Linked DNA regions of Zea mays: region 2 is linked to region 1. Evidence: chromatin contacts called from public Hi-C data. All regions are on one chromosome and are shown on one strand. The core of a region is the stretch at or near the end of the contact, and the rest is flanking DNA. Distances in the headings are between cores, read along the strand shown. Region 1 overlaps LOC100382753. Region 2 holds the start of not1 (neighbor of tga1).

The links. Hi-C and Micro-C count contacts between places; a contact is called where the count stands out from the background.
Region 2: a Hi-C map of leaf shows a contact between it and region 1, with 2.1 times the contacts expected there. The contact joins the promoter of not1 here to the enhancer-like site in region 1. A contact is called at or near these places in 3 of 25 Hi-C or Micro-C datasets (leaf and tassel).

Annotation. Positions count from the first base shown.
Region 1 is chr4:46,594,422-46,600,806 of Zm-B73-REFERENCE-NAM-5.0, reverse strand. It overlaps LOC100382753, which reads right to left. Exons shown (of 9, transcript NM_001175468.1): 9 at 4,876-5,323. The coding sequence ends at 5,243. Among protein-coding and RNA genes, the nearest start is that of LOC103653211, 4.7 kb to the left of the region's middle. Within about 2 kb of position 2,341, at least 17 of the 20 cell types and tissues checked have an H3K27ac peak or open chromatin away from gene starts, as enhancers often do. A contact at or near this core is called in leaf and tassel, where this site is marked.
Region 2 is chr4:46,925,799-46,932,795 of Zm-B73-REFERENCE-NAM-5.0, reverse strand. It overlaps not1 (neighbor of tga1), which reads left to right and starts at 4,537. Exons shown (of 3, transcript NM_001362260.1): 1 at 4,537-5,252. The coding sequence starts at 4,789.

The DNA of each region.
Region 1 (6,385 bases), core at 1,092-3,591:
TCATCTCCCAACAAAACAAATCCAAACACTGTACACTGCAGATGGCTGTTAGCTCCAACAAACATGCCCAGTGGTTTATCATATATATTTGTCTTGTGTGTTGTATCAAATGTCACAACATCACCATAATCTGCGTATTCTCCCTGCATACTTGCGTGTGACCAAAAAATACTAACTATTTTCCCATCATCGTCTAGCTGGAAATCACAAAAAAATTGTGGATTCTGTTTCTTGCATTCTCTAAAGAAAGCCAAAAGTTTGGCTACATCATTTGAGCAATTTTCTCTTCTCCTGGCTGCCCTCCTACATTTGTTTGCACATAAAATTGTTACACACACATTTACTATAGTAATATTCCTGGCTATTGATATATACACATGTAACCAAAAAGTATTGCTTACATGTTTTTCAGATCTTGAGCAGTTACCGGTACGTTCTCCGGCCCATCATGCATTTCTGATATGAAATCAACTATGCAATGCTGCGGCACTCGGCTATCATGCATTGCATCCACAAAATTTATGAACTCAGCATCCCTAATTTTGTTGCAACGTAAATGTTGTTTCTCTGCTTCGTCAGTTATGAACTCATGGTTATGCTCTAAGTTTACCAGTTCAATTTTTGTAGCTACAACCATTTTGTTTTCATCATCATATATTTTTTTTAATTTTATTCCAGCTTTGCATTGTGTACGCCCCGATGATCTATTCCTCATCCTAGGTGTATCATTAGATTTTGCTGCACTTTTACCTTCACGTGAACAATTTATCCACTTACTGAATGTCTTCTCTCTGTATTTCTTCAGTGGAAATCCAACTTCATATGCATACCTTTTATAGAATTTATATGCATCATCAACATCCTTGAAAGTCATCCCTACCGTTGGCACTATAGTTGGATCAATGGTTTTTGCCTGCTATTTCATTGTCATTGTTGTTTGTACCATGGAATATGTTCACAACAATATAATCAATCAATAATCAAAATGCATCGATTGGACTTACATGTGAACGCAGTATCTGTGGCGTATCCATCTCCCTGGAGCTAATATTGGACATAGGAGGTCGAACCCTTTGTTCTCCTTCTTCCCCTATGCTCATCTCGGCGATCTCAGGACCCATTAGAGCAGGCGGTGGTGTCACCAATGAGTTACCACCAACTCCTCCCTCTGTCTCTGGATCAAGACGAACGTCATCTCCTTCCATCGCCGGCGACCCTCCAGAGCCGGCCATCTCCAACTCCGATTAGTTATGCAGGCTTAGTGGTCTTTTTTCCGAATGAAAGTAAATCTCGGATACTATTAAAGTAACTGCATCCACGTTTAAAGGGTCTCCCCATTATTTCCGAAACCGTCCCGATATTATGGCGACGTCTTTGTCAAACTAAAATTCATAATATAAAATTTACGCACAATGACACAACGTTTTACGCCAATCGGTATATAATGTTTATGCATCTATTCTGCCGCTTCGGTTTTATGCCATATCTTTCAAAATCTTATGCTTCATGTTTTTTTACCTTCTGCACATTACTTACCATGCAAGATCCATTTACGCGCCCACGTATCCCAGTAATCACGTTTGCATGTGGCATATATTCCCTTTAATTCCGCGCAATTCCCTTACCATTCAAACAACCGCGTCACGGCGCCGTCTAACCTGCATGCCGCCTCTCAGCCCCACGTTAAAACACAGGCGCGCCTGTTCCATCGGCCAGACCGGGAACCGACCTGGGCTTCCTTTAATATCCGAAGCTCTGGGCTCCCGTTATACCTGCCCTCTATATATATATATATATATATATATATATATATATATATAAAAATAATGAATCGCTCCAAAAGTATAAGTTTGTTTTAGGATAGAAGGAGTCGTTGTAACTAGGAAGGTGGACAACTGCATGTTGTTTTCTTAATTTGAATTGAACGTTGGACATGCAGCGCGCGTCTATTTGGACATGACGCGCTCCTCCTCAAACGTCAATCTCCTAGCAGTGAGAGTGACATCATCATATGGCGCATTATTTGCGCATCATGGGCCCGTAGCGTATTTTGTAGTATATACCACCAACGCACGCACGTACGGTACGTACGTGCCGCTTTTATTTGTCCCAGTGAGAAGCAGCCCGTACGTACGGGCTCCTCCGATATTGTCCGTACATGTCGTAGTACACGCCTGCAGTCACCCCGTGCAGTGAGTGCAAGCGTCCACGAGATCGTCTCGTTTCCTTCCCTTCCATTCGCGGCCGTTCGTACGGGTACGGCCGCCTCCTCCATGCATGCGCACGTGAGGCGCGCTGATTGAGAGGGCCCACCGCGCGGCGCCCAGGGTCCAGGGACAAGGGACCACGGCTCCAGGCCTTTACTTTTTTACTGCTCGTCTGCGGTCTGCCCCTAGAGCTAGAGAGTACTACTAGTAGTAGGCTTCAGCGCCGGCAGCCAATCCGGCGACCGCGCGCCGCCGGCGGTGGTCCACGGCGCCCCGGCCCCGATGGCGATCCATCTGCGGTGGCAGAGAGACCCATGTGGCGGTGCATGCCGTGGTGGCAGGACTGCTGGTCCAGGGAGCGGCCGGTGAGAGGAAGGGCCCGGGGCGCCGACCGCGCGCGCCATCGCTACGATACTAGCCGATCGACCCTGTCGTCATCGGCTCGTCGCCATGTCCCCTTTCCCCCTGTCCCTTTCCGTTCCGCCGCAGGGCTAGCTGGGGTTGCTCTTGTGTTGCATGCATGCATATAACGCCGATTTATTGCCAAAGGCAGTTAACCTGTGTTATGTAATATTTGTTGTCGATAGCTAGTTCATTTTAAACTAAAACGCGAAAAATAAAAAAGGACACTACTGCTACAGTGCTAGTGCAGTAGTGCTGGCAGGTAGTGGTGCATCGTGCAATTGTGGCGGCGGTCTGCATATATATGCATGCATGGGACCGATAGATCACGACTCACGAGCGGCGCGCGCCTGTACGTGCTTGATTGGAGGGAGCAGATCGCAACGTACGTAGGGGGGGGGGGGGGGGGGGTACGTACGCGGTACGTGCATGCTGGCCTCGTGTCTCTGTGTCTGCTAGTACGTAGTGTAATCTCTGAGTCGTGCCTGGATGACTGGACACGTACGGTTTCATGCATGTGTACGCAGCGCCGCGGATCGACGACATCAACCCCCTGCACTGCTCAGTTATGTACGTACGCGTTGATCGCTTTTGTACGCGCGCTGCCCAGTCGCGTCTGACATCTTTTTTTTTGCACATGGCATGCACGGCGTCCTTATTAGCTTTGCGTGCGTGCGTCGCGTCGCGCACAGCAACGTACTGCACCACCGCGTCCGCGTCGTCGCCCGTCCGCGCGCAGCGCGCTAGCTCGCTCGTCGCGCTCGTCTATTACCGCCGCCGCTCTATCGAGCGCCATTAATTAATCTGGGTTTTATCTCTACCGCGTTTAATTTGCGCATGCACATGCATGCCCCGGCCCGTACGTACGGTGTGTGGCTGTATATTAATTAGACCGTAGTAAGAAGGTATGTACAAAAAAAACACGATCGATACAAGGAAACAATGACGGATTATTTTAAGGAGGATGCTAAAAAGACTTCAAAGACATGATCGATGTCTTAAATACTATCTAATCCTTCTCCTGAGTTGATGCGGCAATGGACGAGTGCGATATCTGTTCAACAAATAAGGATAACTGCATCTAAGTTCCAGCAACACAACCATTGGTCACGCAGTGTCCAACCGTTCCAAGCAGTGTCGTGTTACGTCTATGACAAACAAGGTTCGCTATCTAGTTGACGACATCAGTAGGCCTACGCTGTACTCCCTAGTGATAAGATACGTTATTAATAATATTCGTACAAGGGAAGTAACCACATGCTTTGCGATCCTAGGACGCTAGCTAGTACTATGGTCGCGACATTCTAGAAGACTACTACAGAGTAGAAGTGTCGACAGTCATCCAAGGATACTGCAGAGTAGAAGTGGCGACAGTCATCGATCCTAGGACGCTAGTACCATGGTCGCGACATTCTAGAAGACTACTGCAGAGTAGAAGTGTCGACAGTCATCCAAGGATACGAGAATGACATGCTAGACAACCTCAATCTTAAGGGGATTGAGAAACATGGAAAGGCTATCAAGAATTTCATCCTTTGGCCGCGACGGGATGTCTAGTTGTGTGAGCCACCACCATCCTCTCAAGCCATGTCACTAACTCAGCAGTCACTACTTGCCGATCTTGTTGCTAACCAACTGTCATCACCTGTAGATCCTCTTTCTAACCCATTACCTTCACCTACCTAGTCTCTTTCTAACCTACCATCATCATCGATTGTGCCAGCTCTTGACAATCCGTCATCACCTAACTCACTATCTCTGCCACTAGCATCACCATGCATTCAATTATTCACCTTCCCCACCACCCAAAGATCTTGAACAAACGACCGAGCCATCATCGCCTCAAAAGAAGAAATTTACGGTACCAAAATTGGTTTTCCCCCTTGAGCTATAGAAGCAAAAAAATAAAATAAAAAAATCAAAAAGATCTACTCACTTGAGATAAACTCAAAAAGGTTCCATTTGGTATAAAAAGGTTACGTGACTCGTACATAAAAGTATCTTTTGATGTGAAAACACAAAAATACTAATACAATTTATCATAATTTCATCCCTCATTATATTTATGTAATTATGATTTTACCTCTATTGAGGTTGTATCTAGTATAAGAAGGATAGTTCGGACCTTTCAACCACTTCCTTTCATATTTTAAACTTTTTAATCACTAATTCTGATTTTATTTTTATTTTTAATGATTTTCACTAACGGCATAAGGGACAAACGGTACGTAAAATCACGAAGTTAAAAAATAGAGGGTAAAATAATAATTACAAGTCTAGCGAAGGATATAATCATAATTATCCCAAAAAGTTATGCTTCTCGAATTAAAAGCATCACAGAAGCAGGATGAATTGGAATAATATGGAACCTTCCAGGACGGAAATTCTGGTAGGCGTACACGGCAAAGTTCAAGAAAACCAGCAGGAAACTTTCCATCACCTCCAGCAAAGGTTGCTACTGAGCAAATTCTGCCAGTTCGCTTACATCGCCTTGCATATTTACAGCACGCAGTTCGTGTTCGACATCTATGCTTACAGCTAACAACTGACATCCTATATGCAGTTGAAAGAAGACGCTTCGGTTGGGGGACCATAGCAAAGTGCCAGCCCATACAGGTCAGGCGAAGCAAATTTCAAGCTGATTTGAAAGAAAACATCGACTGTGCCTCGTCCTCCTCTTCATCTTTTGCTACCATCCAATCCAACTTTAGACCCTAAAGCAAGAGAAAAACATGTGTGAAACAAATGTATGCGCAGAAATGAGTTGGCGTGATGGATCATACTGATTTTTAACAGGATCCCCGCAGTAGAATCACATATACGTAACAGAGTGACACAGACAAGTATTATGGGTCATATGCATATATGCATGCTTCAATATGTTAAATGCTTTCTTAAAAAAACATCCAGGAGTTTTAGGCACTCTACTGTGATTCCCTGACCCTGAGAAAAAGGTACCCGGAGGAACACTACTAGCTAAAGTTAGTCCTGTATCATAAAGCTTTTTGAAGTCCTAGCTAAATTTAATAAAAGTATCCCTATATCAGTTTGCTTATTCCTCTATTGAAATATATGCTTCAATATTTATAAGTACTCTCTAAAAGATTTTACACACTAGAAATCATTTTATTCTCTATTTTTGTGTTACATACTCAAAAAAAGCCTTTGCTTAAATGGGATAATAAACAAATCAATCAACCAAATTATATTTTGCATTCATGCTGGAGTTCTTGCCTTTGCATTAAACCTGAATTTAAATTTCAAAACCAAATTTGAATTCAAATTTAAAGTTGGATAGGAAATAGAAAAAAGAGAAAGGGCTCACCTCATCACTGCACTCGTGGACCATATTCCTTCTCTCAGCCCTCTCCCCTAAACCCCTGTTCACGCCAACCCACTTCTCCCATCCCCTTTTCTTTCTCTAGTGTCACTTACGCATGGGCCCCAGGCGTCAGCCCGCCTCACTCCGCGTCGGCCTTGTCCTCGGTGCCTCAGCCACGCACGCGCGCGCCTCGGACAAACAAGCCACCGCCATGTGGCCAGGTGGGTCCGGTCGATCAGCCCTGGACCCGCGTCCTTACTGCCACCGCCAGGTGGGGTCCCATATCATCTCCTCAACCAGATCAGCCTTCAGTCGTCGTACGCAACGATCGAATCCGCATGGGATTCTTATCACAACCGAGTTAGTTGCGATCCACTCGAGTTGTTAGTATATGTACTATACACTATATATACTAATTTTCTTGACAAAAAACTTGAGTATTCATTTGAATACC
Region 2 (6,997 bases), core at 3,288-5,787, 330 kb before region 1:
GTAGTATAAAAGGCTCGGTGGTTCCAGCAGGAACCCTAACTCCCGGAGCCCAACACGCCGCCAGGCTGCGCACTGTAGCGGCGGCGGATTTTTTGATCTATGGGGAGAAGGTTTTGTTTTTGAGTTTATTGATTGATTTCAAGAGTTTATGCATATATATGATCTCCGTTTGTTTTCTTTCTCATTTTGATACGATTTTTTGCCTCAATTTTATAATATAGACCGGAATTGAAGAAAAACTCAGGAATTCCAAGATTTGGACTTGTAGTTGATCTAATTTAAAGATTTTTTATGAAGATGGATGGAAAATCCACTATTGGACGTGAAAGTGACGATGACACTTTTGATGACATGGATGGGAAAAAGAAGTCAAAGATCCCAGCTTTGGTGATGTGGTATCTTCCAGTAATTGATCGTTTAAAACGTTTGTTCTCAAATCCTAGGGAGGCCGAGCTTATGCGTTGGCATGCTGAAAATTGCAAGCAGAATAATAAACAGATTCGACACCCTGCTGATGCATCACAATGGAAAAATTTCGACCTTATGAATCCTGAGTTTGCCAAAGAAACCAGAAATGTAAGATTTGCTTTGGGTACAGACGGAATGAATCCATTTAGTGAAAAAAGAAGTGTACATAGCACCTGGCCCATGACTTTAACGATGTACAACATTCCATCATGGCCGTGTCACAAAAGAAGTACATTATGTTGACTATTCTTATTCATGGTCCGAAATCAGCTGGTGTTGATATTGATGTGTTCCTAGAACCTCTTATGGAAGATATGACAAAGCTCTGGAATGAAGGAGTTAGAATATGGGATGAGTATTGCCATGAGTATTTCAACTTAAGAGCAATTATATTTGTTACCATCCATGATTCTCTCGGTGGCGCCACACTATCAGGGCAAAAGACTAAAGGAAAGAATGGTTGTGTAGTGTGCGTCGATGGAACTGCTTCCATGTACCTTAAATCATCCAAGAAGTTGGTGTTCATGGGACACAAACGGTTCTTGATGAAGCAGCATAAGTACCAAAAGATGAAAGAGGAATTTAACAATGAACTGGAAAGTGAAGGTGCACCAAAGCCTTATAATGGGAAACTTGTTTTTGAAATTGTAAAGAACATTCATGTTGTATTCGGAAAGGGAAAAAACAAAGGAGAAAAGAGAAAGAGAACTGACCCTTCAACTTACATAACTTTCAAGAAGCAATCAATTTTTTCAAGTACCTCCCATACTGGAAGGATATGGAAATTTGCCACAGCATTGATTTGATGCATGTAACAAAGAATGTTTTTGACAACATCATTGGAACCTTGCTGGGCATGCCGAGTAAGACAAAGGATGGACTTAAATAATGCAATGATCTAGTAGATCTTCAAATCAGACCGGAACTTCATCCAGTGGATAGTGGCAAAGGGAAGCCTTACCTCCCCCCAGCTAGCTACAACTTGTCAGTTGAGGAGAGAACAAAGATTTGCAAATGTTTGCGTGGGGTCAAAGTGCCCACAGGTTTCTCATCCAATACCAGCAAACTAGTCAGGATGAAGGACTTGTCTCTATTTGGCTACAACTCTCATGACTGCCATGTGATGATGACGGTGTTCCTCCCAATTGCGGTAAGAGCCCTCAAAACAGAGCATGTAAAAGTTGTCATCACACGCCTGTGTTACTTTTTCAATGCGGTTTCACAAAAAGTAATAGCTTTAGAAGACTTGGACTATCTAAAGGCATACATCATCGAGACTATGTGCAAGCTTGAAATGTGTTTTCCTCCATCATTTTTTGATAAGCAAGTACACCTAATCATACATCTCGTGGATCAGATAAAAATATTAGGGCCACTATATTTACATCATATGTTTCAGTTGGAGCGATACCTGAGAGTATTAAAAGGTTATGTGCGAAATTGCGCTCACCCAGAGGGTTCAATCATGGAGGGATACACTACAGAAGAAGTGATTGAGAGCTGTATAGATTACATCAGTGACGGAACAATGATAGGTGTGCCTGTACCTAAACATGAGGGTAAACTATGTGGGAGAGGGAGAATGGGCAGGAAAACTTTTCGCGTTGAGGATTACAAGCTAGTACATTGTGCTCATGGTAGTGTACTACAACATCTCACGATAGCCGAGCCTTACATAGAGGAACACCTGGATGAGCTTCGTAAAGAAAATCAGAACCGCACAGAGAACTGGATCATGAGGGAGCACAAACATCGTTTCAGCGAATGGTTAATGGACAAAAACATCCCATTCGAAGACTCTATGGAAGAGAAAACAATGAAGAATTTGGCTTCTGGGCCATCGTGTTTTGTGACATCATGGCAAGCATATGACATCAATGGGTACACATTCTACACTAAATCAAAAGACATGAAAAGTGTTGCACAAAATAGCGGTGTTCGTATCGATGCTTTTGACCTACATGGATAGAAGACCACATATTTTGGATTCATAGAGGAAATATGGGAACTTGATTATGGCCCAAGCATGAAAATACCCTTATTTAAGTGCCAATGGGTACAACATCCCGTGGGGGTGATAGTGGATAACTACGGACTCACACTGGTAGACTTAAATAAAGTAGGATATAAAGATGACTCATGGGTTCTCGCCGAATGTGTTGCACAAGTGTTCTATGTACTCGATCCAGCAGATGAGAAGATGCATGTAGTTATTTCTGGAAAGCAAAAAATTGTTGGAGTTGAGAATGTGGGAGACGGAGATGATACAATAAGTATGAAGAGATGTTCGTCTTTAACGGTCCAGAGAGAATCAAGCGTGTGGAAAAGAAAATTGATAAGAACTTAAAGCCATACATGCGGAAAAATGGTAGTTCATGAAAAAATGTATGAATCAAATTGTATTTGTTAGCATGTATGATCGACTATGCATTGTGGTTGCCAATTAATTTAAAATCTCTCTAGTTATCTATGTGTGCTATTAAAATTCATTTAAATTGTATTTGCATATTTCTGTTAAAAATTAAATATTAATTCATTTAATTTGTATTTGCATATTTTTGTTAAAAATTAAATATTAATTCATTTAAATTGTATTTGCATATTTCTGTTAAAAATTAAAATATTAATTCATTTAAATTGTATTTTCATATTTCCGTTAAAAATTAAAATATTAATATGGTAATCAAATCACAATCACAGGCGGTTTTTCATTACGGTCCGTTTGTGAAAAGAATAGAGAACCACAAGCGGTCCGATACAAAAACCGCTTGTGATACTAATACATCATAGGCGGTCCGAATAGCCTGAGACATCCCAGGCGGTTTTCTAACCGAACCGCATGTGATGTAAAAAGACTACCGCTTGTATTGAGCCAAATTGTACTAGTGAAAACAAAAACGAAATCTGTAAAAAAAAATTGGAAACAAAAACTATTTGCGTCTTTTCTAACTTTTTTCGGAAATTACCGTATTTATTCGGTATTTTACTGTCGATAATAAGTTCATTATTTTTCAGAAAATTTTAAATCTGAACTAATCTTTATAAATTCATAATAAATCTATCTTAATGTAGAAAAAAATATAAAACTAATTTTATAATTTTTCCTAAAATCAAGATCTATAGTCTAATAGTATATAATATACCTTAGAGTTGTTTGAAACCTTTTTTTGATCTTATTTATAGTTTCTTACCAATTATTACTGTTGATACATATATTCATAATTTGCACGAGAACTTGAGAACTAAGAAGAACTAGGGGGACAATTTGTCACTTGTATTTGTGAGATATTGCTTTAATGGTTTTGTGAGGCATGCTTTAATCCTTCATGATTTTTTGAATACCTATATATTATTACTAATTTTTATGTGCATATACAACTTGTATGAATTTTTGAAGTCAATTGAAGGTGAATATTATATTTTTACCAATTGTATTTTAGATTCCATACGTTTATTTTTATACCAAAGTTTTGTTTTTGATGTCCACGAATTACTGATATCATTTCCACTTCTTGAGTTACCGTTTCCAATTTCATTTTTTTAAAAAATATAAAAATAAAAATACTTTTAATATTTATCACTGTTTCCGTCCTGCCTCCCTTGCTACAGTCGCAACTGTCTGTGTCTGCAAAGTACTGACTGCTCCCACTCCACCCCCAGTTCCGGGCCTCTTGGGCATCGCTTCTGTTGCTGCAAATCTTTGGGCCTGTTTGGTTCAGCTTTTTTCTGACCAGCTTTTCTGAGAATCTGGCTGTAGGAAGAATCTGGCTGTGTAGAGAATCTGTGTATCATTAGGATTACGTGCGGAGGAAGATAAAGGTGTCCATAGGACTCAGGATATAGAAAGTGACGGATTCCTACTATTGCAACGACTCAACCGATTATGTGTTTATGTTGATTTTGAATGATTTTTACTCAAACGAATTTTATAGAAGCTGACTGAAAAGCTGAGCGTTTGGCAGTCCACAACAGCTTTTGGTGGCCAGAAGCTCAAAAAAGCTGAAACAAACAGGGGCTTTGTTGCCTGCTGCTGCCTTGCTATCTATCTATACACCGCCCGCACCTTCCATTCCTCCTCCTCCGAAGCAGCAGGCAGCAGCTGCATCGCACCTCACACCTCTCGTGTCCATCGATCCAGCCGCCCGCCGCAGCTGCAGCTCTCACTGTTGCTGTGCCACCTCCTCGTCGCCTGTAGTGTCGACAGAGAAACGCCCGCTGAATGAGAGGGAAGGAACGGAAGCTGCAGCGGGCGCGCGAGTGCAAGGACTAGGACTAGCGGTTGCAACGTCGGCGCGCGCGCGCGTGCGGCGTACGTCGGGCATGGATTGGGATCTCAAGGCGGTGGGCGCGTGGGACCTCGCGGAGCTGGAGCAGGACCACGCGGCCGCCACGGCAGCAGCGGGGCCGTCCGAGGGCCACGCCACCGATACTGCCGCGGCGGGCACGGGCACGGGGACGGGGACGGAGAGCCGCCCGCCCGGAGCAGGGGCACCCGCCGAGTGCTCTGTGGACTTGAAGCTGGGCGGGATGGGCGAGTGCGAGCTCGGCGCGGGCGCGGCGACGGCCTGCAGGGAGAGGGAGGCCGCGGCGGGGGCGACGAAGCGGCCGCGCCCCGCCGGGCAGCAGCAGCAGCAGTGCCCGTCGTGCGCGGTGGATGGGTGCAGAGCGGACCTGAGCAAGTGCCGCGACTACCACCGGCGGCACAAGGTGTGCGAGGCGCACTCCAAGACCCCCGTCGTCGTCGTGGCCGGCCGCGAGATGCGCTTCTGCCAGCAGTGCAGCAGGTAATAGCCCTTGTTTGTTCGCCTTCTTTTCCCATGGGGGGCAGCCGGGCAGGTGTAGCTCGTCCCTGTCTCGTTTCAAGGATGCACGACTTTACCTTTTCCGGCTTGCCTTTTTCTCTCATTTGGTGTTTTTTTTTTTCTGAAAAACAAAGAAAGAAAGGAAAAAAACCTTCATTTGGTTCGTTTCGTTTCGTTTGCTCCTGTAGCGCTGTTACGCTTTTCCGTTCCCTGCGGTCGCTGCTCCTGCAGTCCCCACACAGCAAACTGCTCAGCAGCGTTTCCTTCACTCTTCTCTCTGACGCCCTGATGCGAATTAAACATCTGCTGCCATTGCCAAAGTCTGGGCTCTGGAGACGGGGCGGATCCACGGACACGTGAGCTCCTGCCCTTGCTTTTCCGCGAGCGGATTCTTTCTTTCACGGCCTTCGGCGACGGGATGTCCCCCGGCCCCTACTCTGCCAGTGCCATTTTTTCTTCCTCGGCGTCGGCGCTGATTGCTTCCCGGCCACAGCTCGCCACCGCCGCCACGGTTTGGCGTGCCGCGTTGAGCGAGACAGGGGTGTACTCCCCAGCTTTGGCTACCACATCTGCTAAAGCAGCTGTCTGTCTGTACTACCTGCGTACTGTGTGCGTATTCTGTAGTACGTATGAAAGGTAAAGGCGGCGTAGCGCTAGTCGTATCTTATCTCTGCAGAATGTTCGTAGCAGTACCCACTGAAAGATGATAGTTGCATCGTGGATCTAGATGTAGCTAGTATCCTACAGTAGCCCTGTACACACGTAAAGCATTGTCTGGGGAGTATTTCTTACGGTCTTACGTTGAAGTGTCCCTGTGTGTTTTCATCTGCGTCGTTACTATCTACTACTAAGCTAGCAATGGCAACTCAACACACGGTGTTACTACTTGTGAGCTGCTAGCAATGGCAACTCAACATGGTGTTCAACTGGTCGCTGCTACGACCATCATGAGGCTTCATTAACCATCGCCGAAAAATCCATCCACCTCTCTGAACATCCATACGCAGCTTCCAGAGATCACCACAAGCATTCATCTGTTCACTGAACACCTGCTTTCATTTCATCCCTACCCTGAACGACGATCCATCCATTTCTTTTTCGGTCTCAGGGTAGTGGAGTAGCCATTAACCGTTGGCGACCTTAAAGTTTACAGTACAGCTAGCGCTGTGTTGGCGCCCAGTTTTGTCTTGCTCATCAACTGCAGACGGTCCCGCGGCTCGATACCCAGTTTTGTCTTGCTCATCGACAGCAGACGGTCCTGTGGCTCGATACCCGACCCGATGTTATTTATATGGACTAAATATTTTATCCATTAGTTTTTTATTAGGTAAAAATATTCACCTAAGGGATATAAAACGTTTCGCCCTCATTCATACATGTTATTGTGCTTCGGCCATCCATATATTTTGACTATTTTACTGACTTTTTTGTGATAATGTCATAGAAGGTTTAATGACTATTTTGATGACCACACAATGGAACATGCAATGTGTTATGTGGTACTATCCTAGTGTTGCTACTTTATCTAATTATCCATGGTGTTGTTGGATAGATGATTGAATGACGTTCGAAATTTTGTAATAGTATTTAGATTGATATCATTGACGTTTGTATAATGTATTATTTTGATAGATGTTTAATATTTGTAGGTACGAGTAATCTATACATACCCACATGAGTATATGAGTATAGATATAGGGGTAAATCTATACCCGGTTTATTCGCGA